5 separate regions of the Mus musculus genome follow, and all the other regions are linked to region 2. The links are chromatin contacts, called in public HiChIP or PLAC-seq and promoter capture Hi-C maps. All regions are on one chromosome and are shown on one strand. The core of a region is the stretch at or near the end of the contact, and the rest is flanking DNA. Distances in the headings are between cores, read along the strand shown.

What was found. Promoter capture Hi-C pulls out the DNA fragments that hold promoters and counts their contacts. HiChIP or PLAC-seq counts read pairs in DNA pulled down with a chosen protein or histone mark.
Region 1: a contact with region 2 is called in an H3K27ac HiChIP or PLAC-seq map of microglia, with 6 times the contacts expected there. The contact joins the promoter of Zfp113 here to the promoter of Sun1 in region 2. A contact is called at or near these places in 4 of 39 promoter capture datasets (the 3T3-L1 cell line, cranial neural crest, hippocampal neurons and 1 more) and 2 of 115 datasets of contacts at active chromatin or transcription factors (large pre-B cells and microglia).
Region 3: a contact with region 2 is called in an H3K4me3 HiChIP or PLAC-seq map of embryonic stem cells, with 5 read pairs. The contact joins the promoter of Ppp1r35 here to the promoter of Sun1 in region 2. A contact is called at or near these places in 1 of 39 promoter capture datasets (erythroid cells) and 1 of 115 datasets of contacts at active chromatin or transcription factors (embryonic stem cells).
Region 4: a promoter capture Hi-C map of pre-B cells shows a contact between it and region 2, with 3 times the contacts expected there. The contact joins the promoter of Ap4m1 here to the promoter of Sun1 in region 2. A contact is called at or near these places in 7 of 39 promoter capture datasets (the 3T3-L1 cell line, cranial neural crest, embryonic stem cells and 3 more), 1 of 484 Hi-C or Micro-C datasets (B cells), 4 of 115 datasets of contacts at active chromatin or transcription factors (astrocytes, embryonic limb bud, extraembryonic endoderm stem cells and 1 more) and 2 of 9 other capture datasets (adipose tissue and liver).
Region 5: a contact with region 2 is called in an HNF4G HiChIP or PLAC-seq map of pancreatic cancer cells. The contact joins the promoter of Gigyf1 here to the promoter of Sun1 in region 2. A contact is called at or near these places in 1 of 39 promoter capture datasets (liver) and 1 of 115 datasets of contacts at active chromatin or transcription factors (pancreatic cancer cells).

Annotation. Positions count from the first base shown.
Region 1 is chr5:138,154,437-138,157,136 of GRCm38.p6, reverse strand. Zfp113 (zinc finger protein 113) reads left to right here and starts at 1,393. Exons shown (of 5, transcript NM_019747.4): 1 at 1,393-1,507.
Region 2 is chr5:139,199,294-139,201,993 of GRCm38.p6, reverse strand. It overlaps Sun1 (Sad1 and UNC84 domain containing 1), which reads right to left and starts at 1,357. Exons shown (of 23, transcript NM_024451.2): 1 at 1,295-1,357.
Region 3 is chr5:137,777,545-137,780,244 of GRCm38.p6, reverse strand. It overlaps Ppp1r35 (protein phosphatase 1, regulatory subunit 35), which reads right to left and starts at 1,341. Exons shown (of 4, transcript NM_027242.5): 1 at 1,024-1,341; 2 at 700-943; 3 at 483-619; 4 at 138-391. The coding sequence starts at 1,251. The coding sequence ends at 218.
Region 4 is chr5:138,170,701-138,173,400 of GRCm38.p6, reverse strand. It overlaps Ap4m1 (adaptor-related protein complex AP-4, mu 1), which reads right to left and starts at 1,380. Exons shown (of 15, transcript NM_021392.4): 1 at 1,153-1,380; 2 at 964-1,052; 3 at 508-614; 4 at 333-429. The coding sequence starts at 1,210. Mcm7 (minichromosome maintenance complex component 7) reads left to right here and starts at 1,518. Exons shown (of 15, transcript NM_008568.3): 1 at 1,518-1,675. The coding sequence starts at 1,645.
Region 5 is chr5:137,517,482-137,520,181 of GRCm38.p6, reverse strand. It overlaps Gigyf1 (GRB10 interacting GYF protein 1), which reads right to left and starts at 1,302. Exons shown (of 24, transcript NM_031408.2): 1 at 1,196-1,302; 2 at 970-1,099; 3 at 777-872; 4 at 565-676; 5 at 337-445; 6 at 114-154. The coding sequence starts at 1,230.

The DNA of each region.
Region 1 (2,700 bases), core at 144-2,643, 1.0 Mb after region 2:
TGTACTTAGATATAATAATAATAATAAGTAAATCTTTAAAAAAAAAAAAAGTACTGGCTGCTCTTCCAGAGGACCCAGATTCCATGCACTCATATGGCCACTCATTACCGTAACTCCAGTTCCAGAAGATGTGATGGCTTCATCTGACCTATATCTGAATCAGGTGTGTGTGTATGTGTGTGTGTATGCAGGAGAAAAACACTCATTAAAATACTAAATCTTCAAATAAATATTAAATCTATTAAAATAATTTTTTGTCTTGCTTTTTTTGAGACAGGGTTTCTCTATGTAGCCCTGGCTGTCTGGAACTCACTCTGTGACCAGCCTGGCCTCGAACTCAGAAATCTACCTGCCTCTGTCTCCCAAGTGCTGGGATTAAAGGCGTGCACCACCACTGCCTGGTTAAAATAAATCTTTTAAAAACTGAGTGCTGAGTGCTTTAAAAAAAAACCCATGGTGCTATTTTGGATATAATATCATTAGCACCAACATAAATTCCAAATTTTAAAAATATAACTATTATACTTATCAAGCAGTGGAGAAATCATGTTAAAAAGGTAATCCTTTTTTCTACTATAAGAAGTTTTGAAATAAAATATTTTCTTAATTAGTGAGAATGTTCAAAATAATTAAAGAAAAATTGATGAGTAAAAAAAAAAAAACAAAAAAACAAAAAAAAAAAAAAAACAAAAACGGGGGCTGGAGACATGGCTCAGTGGTTAAGAGCACTGACTGCTCTTCCGGAGGTCCTGTGTTCAAATCCCAGCAACCACATGGTGGCTCAAAACCATCTGTAACAAGACCTGACTCCCTCTTCTGGTATCTGAAGACAGCTACAGTGTACTTACATATAATAAATAAAATAAATCTTAAAAAAAAAAAAACCAGAAAAACAAAACAAAAACCAAAACCCATGGTGCACTTTTATTTATTTATTTTTTTGTTTGTTTGTTTTGTTTTGTATCATAGGCCAGGCTGGCCTCACAGAGATCTGCCTGACTGTGCTTCCCCAGCGCTGGGATTAAAGGCGTGCGCCATCACGACCAGCCAATGGTGCACATTTATATTAAAGGATTCTTCAAGTTTCATATATTTGCTATGGAGGTGATGGTGTACTCTCTCTCTTGCTATGGAGGTGATGGTGTACTCTCTCTCTCAGAGCCACTAGAACTTGTGCCCTGAATTTCCTGGACCTCCAACTTCTTCAGCTTACGCATCGTCCCTTCCCAACCTGGCCAGCAAGTGGCGCAGTCTGGTGCCCTTGTTTCCCAGCACCATCGAGAACAGCACCATCAGCGTACCATCGAGAGATGAAGACCTCCCATTTTCCTAGAGAGAGCAAGTGGGCATTTGTTGTCCTGGGTGGTGAGAAAGGACGACCCGGAAACGATATGGGGAGGGGCAGTTTCCGTTCTTTGTTCTGTTCTCCGTTGTGTGGGTCTGTAACAGGGTCCAACAGGACCTGTTTCGTGTCCGGCCCCCTAAGTCTTACGTCCCTGTCCCCAGGGTGAGTGGGGCCATCTCCCGGACTCGCGGTGAGGTGGAAGTTGTGGTCTCCGGGGAAGGGGGTTGGTGTTCACACGTCCGCGGCCCGCCGGGGTTCTGGGCCCACCTTCCTCCTGCAGTCGCTGTCCAGCTCCGCAACCCTAGCTGCAGGCGCGCAGCGTGATCCCGGGTGTCGCGTAATGGGACTCCGGGTCTGCTTTTGTGTCTCTTACCGTCCCCAGCCCCAGTGTTTAAAATTCCTAGCGTCGCTACGGAGGTCTCCCTCTCTTTAAAACAACTGATGACAGATTGCCACCCTAACTTGGTACTCTCAGCACACCGATTTCTGTGTGAGGGCAGGAGAAGGAAGTTTTTCCTTAATTGGATCGGAAAACCAGACAGTAGTTCTGGGTCGCAGTGAGAACTAGGGCTTGGGAGGAGGTGCGAACTCGGGTCCTCCGTAACCTCACCAAGATCTCATGTCCTATGGCTATGAATAGGGTTTTTTTGTTTTGTTTTTTGTTTTTTTTTTTAAGCTTACTGACTGATACCTTTTCGTGGACATGCTGGGGCCGGCTCCCTGCAGAAGTGGCCGAGTATGTCCAGTGCATTAGCTGGCTAAAACATTGAGAACCTAGTTGAACACAGAGAACCTTAGTCCATTTCAGCTCTCTTAGGGTGTACTGAAAAGACAGTATGTGATGGTCTTTGCTGGTAGTTCCTAGCACATTCCTTTACCCTCCGTACTTCTTAAGTACCTATATTAGACATAAACTGAACCCGATTTCCCCATTTTGACCCCTTAATCATACAGAACTGGTAGAACCTAAAACAGAAATTCTCAACCTTCCTCATGCTATGACCTTTTAATGCAGTTTCTCATGTGATGACCCCCAACCGTAAAGTTATTATTGTCACTACTTCATAACCGTATTTTTTTTGCTACTGATAAGAACAGTAATGTAAATATCTGTGTTTTCCAATAGTCTTAGGTAACCCCTGTGAAAGAGTCATTCAACTTTCAAAGGGGTCACGACCTACAAGTTTGAGAAACAATGACCTAATGTGAATTTCCAGGAATTAGCCAAATTGGCTTGCTCACATCTAATCCCAGCACAGAGGCAAATGAAGCAAGGCCAACTTGTCCTATACAGTGAATTCCAAGCTAGTCTGGGCTATAGCCTGATTCTTACCCAATAAAGAAAGACCAAACCA
Region 2 (2,700 bases), core at 108-2,607:
TCTGGTGACTAGAGCATAGACTCATGCCCAGTCCCCACAGCCTGGGTAGAGTTCTCCACAGCCTGCACGCTATAAAAGTGCCGGCCTGAGCCGGGCAGTGGTGGCACACGCCTTCAATCCCAGCACTTGGGTTCAGAGGCAGGTGGATCTCTGGGTGTTCCAGGATCACCAGAGCTGTATAGAGAAACCCTGTCTCGAAAAAGCAAAGAGTTCAAGACTGGCCTGGCCGAGGAAACCAAAAGAGAGAAGAACCAGAAATTACTGCAACTCTGCTCAAGAACATACCCAGGGCTGGACCCACAGGGCTGTGCACACCTGTGATCTAATCCTAGGTACGTGGAAGCAAGAGGGTTAGGAACTCAAGATCATCTTCTACTATATAGTCAATTCTAGGCGGGCCTGGGCTATCTGAGGACCTGTTTCAAGATGCCAGCTTAGTTGCACACATCCCTTTTACCCCAGCACTTAGGAAGCAGACACAGTCTGGATCTTTGTGAGACCAGCCTGGTCTACACAGCCGAGACAGTCAGAAGTACGTAAATGAGACCCTGTCTCCTGACACAAACAAAGGACCGAAAAGGAACATGAGGTTGGGACGCAGAAAGAAAAAAGAAAAGACCTTAGGAGAGATCTAAAATGTATGAACAGTCAGGTTAAAATTCGACACCGGTGCAATGGACGGAATGGTAAAATCTAATTAGTATTTGGTCCAGGAGGCGCGAAGCGCACACCGCAGGACTACACTTCACTCTACACAGCGGGGAGCACCAAAGTTCGCCGGGCTGACTGCATCGGGTCCCCCCGGCTGCATCCAAAAAAGCTCCAGCGGGCCAGCTTTGGTACCGTCCTGCGTGCCGGGCTGGGGGCGAAGGCAACTAACACGGGATAACAAGCTGGTGGCAGGGTGTGCAGGCCAGGGACTCGCTACCGGGCCCGCGCCCATCGCCGCACCTACAACACCTGTGCCCCAGAAGGGAGCGCCCCGGGGATGGCGCCTGCGTGGGTGCGCCTCGACGGGTGGCAGGAGACCCCGGAACCCAACACGCAGGGGTCCGGGGCGAAGGGGAACCAGAGTGCCCGGGCACACGAGACAACTGGACTCAGGGCGCCGGGGCGCGCGCGGCCTGGCAACGCGAAGGGCGTCACGCGCGTCGTGGCCAGTTGGCGGTTCCCACTTGGGGCCATCCCTGCAACCTACATCCCGGCCCGCCCTGAGACAGTCCCTAGTACCCGAGAGGAGTCCGCAGCGCCCACCCGCCTACTCGTCCCCTACAGCCCGCTGGCCGCAGCTCACCTGCCTCGCGCCGCCGCCTCAGGCCTCGTCCGCACCGCCCAGGCCCGGGACCGAAGACTCCCCACATCTACAGCCAATCGCGCGCCGCGCCGGGATCGGAGGCGGGAGCGACGCGAACGTCCGTCAATCCCAAGCGCGCCTGCTGAAGCTCCAGGCCAATGGGGAGGCCGCTGACCCGCCACGGCCCTGCGGGGGGCGGGGAAAGGGCGGGACGTGTGGCGTCAGTGGGCGGAGCGGGCGCGCTGGGACTTGAGGGGCCGCACCTAGGGAGGCTGCTCCTCTCCGGTGGCGTTAGAATTAGGATTCTGTGCAGAGGCGCACGCGCGCGCTGAGTTCCAGGCAGGGCTTCAGTGGGCCCAGAAGATCCGACTCCTGCTGAAGGAGCAGTGGGCTCCCAAACACATCCTCTTCTCAGTTGTCCCCGCGTAGCGTTTGCAGGAAACCTCCGACGCCCTGCCCTGCCCTGCCCTGCGGGCTGGAAGCCAGAGCCTTTTCTCCTGGGGACTCCACCCACCAGGCCCTCTCTCACTTGCGCAGTTTTGCAAAACCTTGAATTGCATTTGTTTTGTTTATAGGCAGGGTTTTATTCTGTAACCTTGACTGCCCTAAAACTCTACTGTAGACCAGACTGGCGTTGAACTCGCAGAGATAAGCCAGCCTCTGCGAAGCAGGACTTACAGGCGTGTGCCACCACGCCCCTCTTGGTTTTTCCTTTTTTAACTGTCTCACTGTGGCCTAGAATTCACGACATAGCCCTGACTGACCTCCAGTTTGCCACAATCCTCCTGCTTTATCCTCCCAAGCACTGAGATTACTACCATATGCCACAGGCAGCTGGCTAGCTTTCACTCTTTTCTAAAAGTGTGTTTGTGTGTATGTCTGTTTAAGTGGATGATGAATGTGTGTGTGTGTGTGTGTGTGTGTGTGTGTGTGTGTGTGCCTACAAAGGTCTCAAATGCCCCAGAGCTGCCAAAAGGGGATGCTGGCAACCAAACTACAGTCCCCGAATGACCAGCAAGTGCTCTTAATGGCTGAGCCATCCTTCCAGACCTTGGCTTTTACATTTTAAAAAAATTAATTAATTTTTTTTTTTTTTTTTTTTAGAGAGGGTCTCCATGTAGTCCTGGCTGCCCTGGAACTTGCTATGTAGCTCTGCCTGCCTCCACTGGGACCAGTAGCACTTACCACCATGCCTGGCTGGTTTTACACTTTTTAGAAAGGGTCTGGAGCTGGGAAGATGGATTAGTTAGTAAAATGTTTGCACTGTAAGCGTAAAGACCTGAATTCAATCTCAGAATACGAATTTAAAAAAACCAAAAGCCTAGTGCTGTATGTTTGTCATCTCAGTGCTGGAAAGCAGAGACTGGAATCCCTGGAGCTTGCTGGCCACCAAACTAACTTAACTT
Region 3 (2,700 bases), core at 92-2,591, 1.4 Mb after region 2:
TTTAAATGGAGAGGAAGGTCTGACCCCACACTTGGGACAGTGCTTTCCACTTGCCATGGGGGTCGGGGCAGGAAAAGGGTAGAAGACCCTGAAGCAGTTTAATCCTATCTAAACTCCCAAGAACAGTTCGGTAATTTAGGGGGGGAAACATTTTATTCTATTATAAAAAAAAAAAAAACTAACAAAATTACAGACTAGCATTCCAGAGTTATGAGGGCTACGCTTCCCAGCGCCTCAGCATCCGATGCATGAGAAAGGTATCTTCTGAAGGGCGGGGCCGGGCTTGAAGCCTTAGTGGGGGCAGCCCATCCACTGTCAAGTGCGGAGATTCGGACCACAGAGAATCTGGGTTGCACAGCATGGTCATGTCTGGGCCCGGCCCGAGCACCTCCTATGGGAAGGTGAAGCAGGTTACACTCGAGGTGGAGGAAGAGAGCCCAGGGGGTAGAGGGATGTCCAGGTCCCTGCATCCCTTCCTTCACCTTCAGGGGCGGGGCTCGGGGCTGCGGTGGCAGCATCGCCAGCTTCTCCCTCAGCGCCGCGTTCAGTACCTGCTCCTCGGGCACCTGCAGACTCACCAGGTCTCGGTAGAGTCGCTTAGAGCGCGGCACGTTCAACCCTGCGAGCGCAGGGAAGGCGGGACTGAGGATCGCCCTTCACCCAGACCACCGCGCCCGGCCGGCCGCCTGCCCCCCTCACCCTCCGCCACGGTCTCCTCCAGGGCACAGCGGGTCCGGAACGACTTTCTCAGCTGCTCCTCTACCGCCTTGGAGGCATCAAACTGGCCGCTGGCGACAGCGGCGCGCGCGTTCTGCAGCTCCAGACTCAAAGCCAGGCTGCTCTGCAGGGCCGGTGCCTCCAGCTCATGATCGTCGCCCGGTGCACCGGCCACCAGCAGCGGCTCGGACCGCACCGGGGAGGGCGGCGCCAGTTGAAAACGAACCTGGGAGTGGAGGGCGGAACCGTGAGCTGCAGATCCCGGGGCGCTCGGCGGGCGGGGGGCCGGGCCTTCACGCCGCTCACCTGCCGCCCCCTCCGGCTACCGCCCCGCCGCCCCTTCCGCTGACCCGGGCTGCTCTTCCGCGCCTTCGGACTTTCGGGCAGCGGGCTCGGGCTAAGGCTCAAGTCCAAGCCCGGCTCGGGCTCTGGGGCTCGGGGTTCCGGGGCTCGCGGCTCCGGGGGTGGCCCCGGGACCTCCAGGGCCTCTTCGCCTTCAATGGACTCTAACGCAGACGCCCCGAAGCCCATCATCTTGTTCTAAAGGCTCGGGGTTTCAGGACGCGGGGTCTCCTCTTTTCTCCCACCCTCCGGGGCTACCACTACCGGAAACCGTTAGCCCTTACCCACCGGAGTAAGACACGCCCGCCGCGCCACTCCATTGGCGCTCCTGGACGTCATTCCCACCGCTCCGCCCTCCAGCTTCCGGACGCACTTCCGCCCTCACACGCTAACTTCGCCTTTAAGGCGGGGCGTTAGAGCGACGGTGCCCTAGGTACTCTACGGATTCCTATCTAGACTACTTTTCCTTAGGGAACGGGGGTGTGGCGTCTTTGCCTGTCAGACTCTAATGCTCATTTGTTCTGGGATTAAAGCGTTAGTCCTCTTTCACTGTAACAATATCCTCGCTGCTCTCGCATCTAGAGGTCCCGAGTGGCGCCCCCACCCCCCTTCCTGAAGGTTTTGGTCATTTTTGAACGCCGATCAAATCTTCCCTGTACGTGGAAGCAGATTCGTTGCAAAATCCCTGGATTCTGATATTTGCATAAGGAAGTACTAAGGGAATTGACGGAATATTGCCTTAATTTTAAATCCATATCCTGGGGGTTGGTTCAGAGGGTAAAGGCGATTGCCATCAAGACTGACAATTCCAGGGTCACACGTGGTGGAAGGAGAGAACTGACTCCTTTCTGTTGTCCTCTGATGCACACTTAGACTAAGGAAAATCCACATCCTAGTCTCTCAGTCCACCAAACCACACCACCACATACACACAACACACAGAGACATTTTTAAAAAGCAATGACGGCTTAGGAGTTAGAAGCAGCTGGGCCGTGGTGGCACACGCCTTTAATCCCAGCACTTGGGAGGCAGAGGCAGGCGGATTTCTGAGTTCGAAGCCAGCCTGGTCTACGGAGTGAGTTCCAGGACAGTCAGGGCTACACAGAGAAACCCTGTCTTGAAAAGCAAAAACAAAGGAAAGGAACGAATAAGAAAGAATCTGAGTTTGGATCCCCTGCGTCTGCATCTGTGTAAAACCCAATAACCCCCGGGGCTCAATGGCCAGCCAACCTAGCCAAAACATGGAGCTCCAGGCTCACATCGAGTCCCTGCCTTAACAAATAAGGTGGGCAGTGATAGAGGAAGACACCTTGATGTTCATTTCTGGCCTCTACACACACACACATAAATGGGGAGACTGCACCTACACACACAGATGTGCAGCATTCATTTAGCACATACGCATTAAAAGAAAGCCGGCAGCTAATGCTGATGGTTGTGAAGGCAGGTGACCAGTACTCGGAGTCTGCATTTGGATAAGCCTGTAACTCCTGTGACTAAGAGGGTTTCTCCTTATAATGCAAAACACAGCTGGAACCTTAAAGGTAATAAGATCATTTCTGGTGAAACCAAAAGGAGAGCGACTATAGTCCAGAAACAAATTCAGATCTCCCCAAATACCACACCCAAATATGGTAATGG
Region 4 (2,700 bases), core at 131-2,630, 1.0 Mb after region 2:
CAACCCCTTATGTCAAAATATGATTGGACAGTGCTACAGCTCACCCCACTCCCCTCCACTTTGTGGTGTCAGCCTTTAACTGCTAGGCAAGTTCAGGAGTCTGTTCTACAGCCCTGACTGATCAGTACTGGCTTGATTACAATACCTTTTTGTCATCTGCATTGACCTAGTGCTTGAGTTATGGTGGATCTATATTGGATTTAGCAGATTCTACAACAAGTAGAAGATACCTGATCTCCACACATGTGCAGTGATGTGGGCAAATACACACACACACACACACACACACGTGAATAAATAAACTTAAAAAGACCAAAGTTTTTGGGCTTTACCAGCACTTCATCCAGGAGTTCGTAGACAAGCGCCACATTGCGTGAGATGGTTCCCTCATTGAGTGAGCCACAGTAGTCACCCAAGAGAGTGGCTAGCCTAAGGAAACACAGCAAATTATGTGTGAATAAACCTCACACGCCCTCCTTCTTAAGTGCCTGTCCCAACTCTACTCACCGGGAAAGCAGCTCCAGAAGGCTGAAAGGAGAGACGTTTTCTAAGGTTGTGGCCACCAAATAGAGCCCACTGTGTCTGATGTGAATAAAATGACGATCACCGTGATACTGAGGCAGAGTTGAGGACAGAGGCCATTAAGAAAAGACCAGAATTGTAGTAAGGAAACCTGCAAGATGGCACCCTGAGGTCTACTAGTGATGGGCGATGCCCCAGATCTAAGACCTGGCCGCCTAACGTGGAAAGGTAGTATCTACCTCTCAAAGTTGTTGATAGTCAAAAAATAGGGTGCATGGCTCTGTAACTGGCTTCTTGTTAGTACTCAAAACATTTATAAACAAATCCTCCCCACACACACACCCCCGCCCCCAAGCTTCCTACCAAGCTGCCCTTGACAGGGAGGAGGCACTCACCCACCTCCACAGTTCTAAGGCCCTGCACACCAACCACAGTAGTTACCATGACAACCGGGGACTCGCCTCCAGGCAGTCCCGTCAGCTTCCGGTAGAAGAGCTCTGCCACATCACGACCACCACTGTCCCCGCGGACTAGCCAGGTGGAAAGATAGTTAAGGAACAGGCGACACAGACTGATCTGGATTCGATTTCTACCCAGCTACCCTACCCCGTCTCCCGGGTCAAAGGATACAGTCTTTATAGATGAGCGGATCCCCCTTGGAAGACAGAATGAAGAACTGGGAAATCATGGCGGTTCTGGAGGATAGACGAGAACACGGTGAAAGTTGAACCCACCCCGCCTTGTGGACGCGGAACAAAAGGCCGCACGGAGGCTGGCGCTTTAAGAAACACTCCTCCCACACACACACTCGCGAGCATTAATTTCGAACCGCGGGAAACAGGGTGTCCAACCCGCCAGGATCTGGCAATCTTTCAACGGCCCGCCCTCAAGCCCCTTGTCATTCAATCTAGACTCGTCCATTGATTGGTTAAAGTTAGGGGCTGGCAGCAGTTGGGAACCCCCTATCTGATTGGCGGGTTCTCAGCCGCACGGGTCACATGGGTGACGACGTTTCGCGCCAATTTCGGTTGGCCGGCTACGTCCCGCCGCGCGTTCGTTTTCTGCTTCCCCAGAGAGAGATTTTTGAGCCCTTCAAGTCCTGCCACACCGTCCCCGGCAGCGATGGCGCTTAAGGACTACGCGATCGAAAAAGGTGAAGATCTATAGGGCTGGGGGCGGCGTCCTCGGAGGGAAACTTCTACCTGCACCTGTTGAGGGGTGCTGGAGTCTTGGGGTCGGGCGGGGGAGGGGGAGTGAGCCGGGATCTGTGACTCCGAGGACAGGCGAACTGCGCCTGCAATAAGCAGTGGGCGTCAAGGATGGAGGAAGCAATCCTCCTTGGAAAAGGTGATGTGTTTGTGTTATGGAGAGAACCCAGTGGAGTCCACAAAGGAGGGGCGCGCTCGGTAGAGACCGGGTGACTTGGTTCAATGCATTCAATACGTGACCCAAGGGACTAGGTTACTGGGCCAGCCTCTGCTGCTCGGGGCGCTAGCGAATTCCCGCGTCCACTGGAGACTGGCCGAAGTCCAGAGGCGGGGCTTGCCAGACCGCTACGCGCCGCGATTGGTTGTTTTCGGCCGCCCTCCAAGCGGAAGTAGAGGCGGGCGGAAGTGGCGCTACCCGATCTTGGGACTGTCGTGTGTAAACAGTGTCCTTCCGCGCGGTGGCCTCGGAGATAGCTGCAGTAGGTAGGGGCGTGCCTAGAATTGGGAGGCTAAGCGCCCGGTGGCGAAAGGTGGCAGTGTGGTGGACCCGAATGGCCCTTTGGCGTTCTGGCCAATCCCCGCTCGGCCACCCGTCTCGGGCGGAGGAATCCTGGGCTGTGAGGCGGCTGGAATCTGGGCCCATGTGCTTCTTTGTTTACTAAGAGCGGAAGCAGTGGCGGGAGCCGGGCATGAGTGCAGAGGAGGCCTAGTGGCGGACGTCCTGGCGGGAGCCTAAGAAAAAGAGTTGTACTGGTAGAGCGAGAGCCGAGGACCTTAAGTCGATTGGGAGCGAGCTGAGAGAATTGAAGAAACTGAGATTCCTAATTAAGACAGAGTGTGGAATTCTCTTGGGAAGGTTGGGTAAGACTCTTGTAGCTGCCCGAAGACCTATATTCTTCTCTGTGTAAAAACGGACTTGTGAAAAGGAACACTGCCTACTTTGGGGAGAACTTGGTCGATTTGTTTTCAA
Region 5 (2,700 bases), core at 53-2,552, 1.7 Mb after region 2:
GATGAACCTCAAGAGAGCTTACTCCTATTAGCTCCCCCCCCATCCCCCTACCTGGGAACCCCACCTCCACTGCCTCCCGACCATGCTGGCCACCATCATCAACACGCTCATACCTCCATCCCTCCTTGCAGGCTTCTCAAACCGCCTCTCGCCTCTGTGAAGAAAGGCGTCGGTCAAACATCACCCTTCCCCAGGGGGTGCTAGGCTGGGTAGACACGACCCAGGGGCTCTGATCAGGGCTGGCCTGCTGGGTGTCTCTGGTCCCTCTAGTCACCCTATTCCAGCTCAGTGGCACTCCTCCGTTCTGCCCGTCTCTCTCCATCTTGTCATCCCCACCTGTCATCCCAGCTTTGGCTTCGCTGGATCTCCCGAGGATTCCTTCCGAAGGCCCCATCGCCTTCCTCAATGCTTCTTTGGTAAAAGCAGCTGTCACCACGGCCTCGCCCTGAAGAAGAGGGTTTACACTGGGTCTGGGACCCTCCAGTGTCCCTCTGTATCCTTGCCACCACCCACTCCAACTCTGCCCACCTCCTCCCCTAAAAAATACGAGGAGTCGCTGTCTACCTCGGCTCCGAGTGCTGCCCCTGCCACGGGAGGTGGCAGGCAAAGGGGGCCCAGCCCCTTTCCCCATCAGTCTCAGCACAGCCACACTGTTCACCGACAGCGAGAAGTTTCTCTGAGGAGGGAGCCAGGGATGGCAGTGAGGACCGTCACCCAGTCAGCCCCCATCTTCCCAAGCCCAGCCCCTCCCTCCTCCACCCTAGGCCCAGCCCCACCTGCTCCTCCTCAGTCAGAGGCTCCAGAGCCAGAGGTTGCAGCGGTTCCTCTTGTAACACTGCAGCAAACTCCTTGTCCTGTAGTTCCTCCGGGACCTGGGATGGGGCAGGAGGCCCAATATATTAACCACTCAGAGGCAACTCACAGATAAGGCAAATGGGCGAGGGAGCTGTGCTCCATCCCAAACCTCACCTTGTTCTCCTTGACATAGAGGGCCAGCATCTCCTCTCGCCCATAGCGGTAATCTGCCAGCTTGTATTTGGGCATGGCAGGAGATGGGGGTGGAGAGGCCACGCTGCCACCACTCGAAAGGGCTCTCAGCCTAAAACAGGTACAAAAAAAAAGGGGAGACGGAGGTCCACGTGGCCCTTCACCCCTACACCAGCTTTTCCCCTGGACCAGAGCTTAAGTGACCCACCACTCAGGCCCAAAGTTGAGTGTCTCTGCTGCCATTGTGGAGCTTCGATGCTTCTCAAAGGTCAAGGATGAATGGCAGAGACAGGACCAGGAGAGTACTGTCCAAATACCTGTAGGGTCACAGACAAGTCATGAGTAAGCTGGTGCAGGGCAGATCAGTCATGGCGCCAGCACTTTGCTGGGCCAGTGACAGGCCTCCATCTAGACGGTGAGACATTTTGGCATTGAACTCACCTACACCAGACAGGTGACCACTCACACCATGAGTTAACCAAAGCTGAGTCAGGGTAGGGGAGAGTCCTAGGGAGTGAGGGAACACTGAAGCCTGAGCCCCTTCCAGCTCAGTGGGACGCCCTCTGGTGGCCCAACACTCACCTGACAGTTCTGTCCAGGGAAACAAGGGCTCTCTGGTCTCACAGGGGCCGGGCTGCGCTGAACTAGGATCCCCAAGCAACTAGCTCTAGCCTCTAAGTGCCTGGGAGAAACTTTCACATCTGGGAGAGATCCTTAGGGAGAAGAGGAGGAAGAGAGAGGTTACCCCAGTGAATTAGACAGTCTCCCAGCCCCTGGCCCACAGCTGCCGGGTACAGTGCACTCAGGAGAAGGGACAATGTGGTCATTGGTCAGAGGTGCTCTCATGGGATGGCTGAGGTAACCAGTGTGCCCAGAATACAGTGAGGATTTTCAGCACAAAACTTAAGCCTGCTTTGTAATGCCCATGTTTGTAATCCCAGCACTCAGGAGACAAAGGCAAGAGGACTGCAAGTTCCTGGGACAACCTGGGACAGCACACAGTAAGACTATTCTGAAACAATCACTGGACTGGGGATATAGTTTGGCTGGGGGTGGGGGGGCACTTATTCACCATACTTGAAGCCCTAGACTCTGCCCCCAACACCACACCAACAAGGAATATAGCACCCGGCTTTGATCCCAAACACTTGGGAGATAGAGAGAGGCAGGAGGTTCAGAAATTTAAGGTCACTTCTGGCTACATAAGAGTTTAGGGCCAGCCTGGGCTATATGAGACCCTGTCTCAAAAAATAAGACAGGCAGGCATTGGGGCCGCTTATGTTCTATAGAGGAATGGTCCATTTTATAAAGCAGTATGACAAGCCTTGGAACAAGCCAACTTCTCTAAAGAAAACTTAGGGCATCTGTCTGAGGGGGCTGGGTTTCAGCACAAACTAAGCAGACAGGACTTCCAGAGCCACAGGTACTCACTCCACTCACGGTAGGCTCTGAGCAGGTGGGTGTGGCCACAGGAATAGGAACCAAGACCTAAACTCCTACCCTACATCAACAACTGCCCCTCAGAAAAAAGGTCAAGGTGGGAGCAGGGTTCTCAGGTTGTGGCTGGCGGAAGGCTCCCTCACCATATGGGAAGAGGCAAGTTCAGTCTCTAGTGGCTAATGAGGCAGCAGTGGCAGCAACAGGGCAAGTTCCTCTAGGGTCCTGGGTAGGAGACTCTCAGGAAGGGCAGAGTAGAGAAGGAAGGACAGGCAG